Regions from separate parts of the Triticum aestivum genome. Here region 1 is linked to region 2. The links are chromatin contacts, called in public Hi-C maps. All regions are on one chromosome and are shown on one strand. Each heading gives the region's core, a stretch centred on a gene start, on an enhancer-like site or on the middle of the called end of the contact. The rest is flanking DNA. Distances are from core to core; before and after follow the strand shown.

Region 1 (2,700 bases), core at 175-2,674, 280 kb after region 2:
TAGCCGAACTGCCCGATGATACGGGTAACAATAAAAGGTTAGGGATGGGGATATGTCGAAAATTTGATAGTTCGAGGGAATAATATACCTTTGTTTTTGTGAAAGGCTCTAAAGCCATATATTAAATATCACAAGTCCATACAAAAACACCCTTACAGAAAAAACATCACATTGAAATTATCAGGGGTGTCAAAGTTTTCTTCCTCCTGCATCCACTGACGACTCACTGTGAGCATAGCTCGATGCCGCCTCTGGGCCTCCACCTCAGCGGGACAAAACTTGTTTAAAATCAGGAGCTTGTAGAAGCAACAACCAGAAAGTCGTTGATGCAGACCATGAGACGCCGGTGACTGCGATCAGCGAAATAAGTTTACGCCCTAGAGAAAAAACGCCGAAAAGATCCTATGGAAACTCCGAGGACCAAGAAAGCGATATGAATCCAAACGAATCCATCAGATCCTGGGAGGCCTGTCAAAGACATAGCTCTAGACACCCTCCGGTGTCGGCAACAAGCACACCAATGAAACGGGGAAAGGGCAAGGAGGAGATTATCCATATACTTGGACAACACAACTGCCTCACACCTCAAACTAGACACAAACACTCTCCAAAGAAACCAGAGACAAATCACAAATGCCACTGCACACCATATTCGAGTCTGATGTCAAGCTCATCGTTGCCCACGACCATGCACCAACGCCCTCTTCTCCAGTGACCTAGCCAGGCGGGGCTGCCGTTGGAGATTATCGCGTTGGATCACCACCGATGTTGTCGAGCATCGCCTGTCGACAACCGCACCTCGGCTACTCATCTCCGTCGCCGACCCATGGTAGCCTACCAACTCCTCCAGAGTAGGCCCACCACGATCAGCAACCTCCCGATGGTGCCAACGCTGTGCGGCCTTTTCCTAGTGATGCACCTTGGCGATGGAGAGAAGGGGAGAAGACGGGGTGGTGGCTAGGGTTTCAGTCGCCCGCCTTGACCCTCTCCCACGAAGTGGTTTCTAATGCGTGCTCACGCGTAGTAAATATACTTATCTCCATGATTTTCGATGTACAAAGTCGTGTGACTAGACCTGGGTATTCCTCGGGCCGCCCCCCAAAACCTGAGGTCGACCCGACCCAAAACAACTAAACATTGCACTTTTCATATTAAAACTATATTATATCAATATTTTCTGATTTTTGTTTGAGTAACAGCTATATTTGCTGATTTTTTGAGGTGTTAGTATATTTTCTGATAAAACCCTAATTTTGAGGCAATTCAGGCTTTTGGACCAAAACTGGAGCCCGAGCCCGGCACGTCCCTTGGGCTTCGGGTTCAGGCCGGGCTGCCCATGCCCCTACAGCGAACCACTCGGCCCAGCGCCAGGCCCAGATACCGCGGCGAGCCAAGCCGGTGAATTTTCCCATCTCAGCTTCTACCGAACCCATCTCCGCGGACCTTCTTCTCCATCCCTGCCTGCCTCATCGTGGACCGGCCGGCGAAGAAGACGACGGTACGAGCTCGCGCCACCACCACCCCGACCAGGCGACTCAAATCCCAACCCCTCTTCACTCGACCGCCGCCCCAGCTCGAGCCCCCCCTCGAATTTCCTTGCCGCCGCCGCCGCCGCTGCTGTTTTCCCCTTCTCCCCACTGGTATGGCCGCGTGATCTGGCCAGGGTTTGGATGAAGGAACGGAAGCCGGCGGCCCCCTCTGCGTTGGCCCGGATCCTCGCCACCTGCGCGTCCCAGGTGCCCGCCCGCTCGCTCCTCCACTCGTTAATCCCCCCCTCTTCACCTGCCGACAAGTGTGATGGTTCGTTCACTCGTTATTAGCTATTTAGTACTAATGCGCCGTAGCAGGATCGGGGATCAGAATTCCCTAGTTTAGTTTTGGTTTGCAGCAAGTGGTCACGGGCTGGTGGTAGATTTGGGAGGTTTCCCCTTGCAGATTGGTTTGCTGTTGCTGCTGGGAAGATCACGATGGGTGATATACATACACTGTTGTAATTAGTGTCTCTTTGCTACTCGGTGCTAGTACTTCGCTAAAGGTAGTTTGTTGCTACCGGATTGTTAGGAGCCTGTTATAGGGGTCTAATTTGATCCGTGTGGGTGTTAGCTTAGTCCTGGCGTCCTTTAGTGCCGGTTACCGAACCGGCACTAAAGGGCCTTACGAACCGGTGCTATTGCCCGGTTCTGCACTAGTGTGATTTTGGTTTTCGGCTATGAGGAGGATGCCTGCTGCTTAGTTGTTTGCTCCTCTGCCCTTGGGTGATTATATTTAGGAAGTGCACTTCAATCTGTTAATTACCCCTAAATTTGTTGCTGCTGATTTTCATATGTTGTTACACTGAATCGAATAGCATGATATGAATGGTAGCTAAGTAGGAGTGAACTGGAAGTATCCATACACATTCCCCAATATCTTTTTTTGAGAAACATAGTACAAATGTAGACGTTCACAAAGACGTGCATACACTCACCCCTATGGACGCACACACGCACACCCTACCTGTATGAGCACTTCCGGGAAACCGAGCCGGCAAATGTTGAGATAGATGAAGTCACCACAGGCACTTCTTACTCGATGGGAACATCGGCTCCCATTGAATGAACATCGCCAAAAAGCCTGGAATAAATTCAGGAAAATGCGAGCACGGACTTGAACCCGGGTGGGTTGGTTCCACCACAAGGAACCTAACCATCTGAGCTACGC
Region 2 (2,700 bases), core at 90-2,589:
AAGCTGAAACTAAACAACAGGAAGGCAGCTAAAAGAAGGAATTTTATTCGATCCAAAGACACATCCTACCATCACGTCTTTTCCGGCTGACAATTGCCCAATTTACATTTCTCAGTACTGAGTTATTATTATAAAAAAAACACTCATAGTTGACAATGTATCCTCCATTTTCTAAGAGAACAATTTTGTTCAGTCAAGTCCTAACCAGTTGGAAAGACCAACTAAAATAGTTTTCTTAGGTACATTTTGGGGAGATCATAATGCTTAGGGACGCAATTTACTATTTTTTTTATCATATTAAATCAGATTCACCGCCCTCTAAAACTAGAGGGGCAAATCTCTTTCTATTGCATCCAAAGTCCACGATCCCTCCTTGCAAAAACAAAAAAAAAAATCGAATGTACCTAAAAAGGACAGAGCTATCATCCTACTGCACAAAAGAGCATCCACTCATGAGCCATGACTCATCCAACAGTGGCAAGCAGCAACAAACACAGTCAGGACCGTGTGAAACATGCAATGCGCATAATTTCACAGCTTTCGAACAGTAGCGAGCACCAACTCACAATCAGGACTCTTCGAAGCATGCGGCAGTGCAGCACACAATCGATAGCAACAGCAGGGAAGCCGGATACAAAGCCGGCGAGAGCCGCACCTCTTCCCCCACAGGAGACAGCTGGTAAGAAGCCCCGTCATCGTGCCCACCGAACCCGCCGCCGCCATAGCCGCCGTCCAGGCCCCCGTCATCCGCCAGGCTGCCGCCGAGCTCCAGCCCCTCCAGCGGCGCCTTGCCGAAGAAGGAATACTGCCCCGAGTCGAAGCGCGAGCTCTCTGCAGAGGAAGCAAAAAAAAAAACACATAAATCTCCATCGGTGCCACGCGAAAACGAGAAAATCTGCCAAGGCCGCGCGCGAGGGACACGAAATTCGGCGGACGCACGCGGAGAAGCGTCGTGTGCAGCACAGATTCGACGGTGAGGCCGCTGGGGTCCGAGCCCGGGCAGGCGGATCAAACTCAACAAACTACAGCCCGCCAGAACATCACTAGGCAGCGCCGCAGCGGAAGGAATCGCGATCACCTGCGGTGGAGGCCGACGAGGAGGAGGATGCGCCGCCGCCGCCGGCGTCCGCCCGGAGGCCCCTCATCGCAGGCGGCGCTGCTAGGGTTTGGATTCCGGGGGCGGGCACGCGCTTGGGTTTTGGATCTGGGGGGAGCTGCGAGGCGGAGCGGAGAGGGGTACAGCCGGGGAAAGCTCGCTCAGTAGACGCGCCTTGGCTGCTTTACTTCCCTTCCCTTCCCTTCCCTCTTTGGACTCGACAATAATAAAAAATATAGGCCGAAAATGATAGTCCCCGCATTATTTATATTTATTGATTGATAGATAGATAGATAGATATTGATGTATGGCGTGCCGGTGTGGACAAAGCAACTGCTGGATGGCACCGGAAAAAACTGGCGGAGTGATCACAGTGCTGCGCTGAGAGGAGACTTTGGCTTGGCTTGGCGTGTGTGCTACTCCACCTGCCCCTTTAATGGCCCCCTTTCTGTGTGTTGATGTGGCGATGTAGTACCTCATGTCTTCAAATAAAGCTTTTTTTTTATTTAGCTTTGCTTTTGTTAGTCTCCAATGATCGTTTGCCACGTTGATGGAGCCCTTTCTGTTGGTAACAACTGGCGGAGCATGACGGCACTATTTCATTGGCTTAAGGCTAGGTGTGTGGTATGGTTGTAGGAAAGGTTTTGCTGAGCATATATTCCCACAGCGAATTTTATTAGAGCAATGGTCTCACATGCACCGGTCATCATCATTGTGTTGTCGGATGAAAGCAAGGGCCCGTTTGGAAAGTGGTAGGAAACCTTGGGTGAACTTTTGCATAAATTTGGTGCCCTTGCGAATTTGGAATTGTTTAGTTGTGTGTACAAGTGAGTTTAACTTGCCAAGAGAAACTGAAAGGAAGTTGCTCTCGCGCTCTCTGTGCTGAGAATTATTGAAAACCATGAAAGCAACGCTCTGATTGAGTCGACTTCTTTCTCAATATCTCTCACTTTCTTATCCCGTGATTCGGGGACCATCACCATCTACAACCACCCCTATCATTCGACCATCTCTCTTTGTGTGTGCGCGCGCGAGCGTGTGTCTCATGGGTTCATGTGAGACCGAGCTGACACTATCAATTCCTTTTAGACCTAGTATTTTTAAAAACTAGTTGAAACTGGTGAGCTACGAGGTTCAATCCTCTTGAAATATTGTTTAGCCAAAATAAAATTTTGGCCCATTCCACCGCCCGTCGTTGTCGTGATGGATCTGTCGGGGCCCATCACATGGTTCGTCGCCATGACGGACCAGAAGAAGTCGGATCGCAAGAACGGCACATGTAGGAGAGGGTGAAGAAGAAGGCGCAAACGACCGCTCAAACCGGAGCTCCTCCTCCACATCAGATCGTCGTGTCGGTGCTGCCTGGCCCGCCCAGTACAAGAAGTCGTATTACTTTGCCGCCTAACAGTACAGTTAGCCCGACACGCAACACTCTGCTGCCTCCTTCAATTCTGGCCACCCTCCACCGTACACATTGACCTCAACAGAGACTACGTGTTCACTGAGTCATCGATGCTCGTCTGGTTGCGGTTTCCTTCCGAGGACCCTCATCCGGCGATGTCTGGTCAATGTGCCTTGCAGAATGCACCCCCCAAGATCAACGG

Evidence for each region. A called contact is a pair of places that touch in the nucleus more often than the background predicts.
Region 1: a Hi-C map of leaf shows a contact between it and region 2, with 5 times the contacts expected there. The contact joins the promoter of LOC123062436 here to the promoter of LOC123062417 in region 2. A contact is called at or near these places in 4 of 5 Hi-C or Micro-C datasets (leaf and an unstated tissue) and 1 of 1 datasets of contacts at active chromatin or transcription factors (leaf).

What each region holds. Positions count from the first base shown.
Region 1 is chr1A:520,998,241-521,000,940 of IWGSC CS RefSeq v2.1, forward strand. It overlaps LOC123062436 (regulator of MON1-CCZ1 complex), which reads left to right and starts at 1,425. Exons shown (of 13, transcript XM_044485967.1): 1 at 1,425-1,736.
Region 2 is chr1A:520,717,541-520,720,240 of IWGSC CS RefSeq v2.1, forward strand. It overlaps LOC123062417 (protein PAT1 homolog 1), which reads right to left and starts at 1,340. Exons shown (of 5, transcript XM_044485915.1): 1 at 1,079-1,340; 2 at 656-831. The coding sequence starts at 1,145.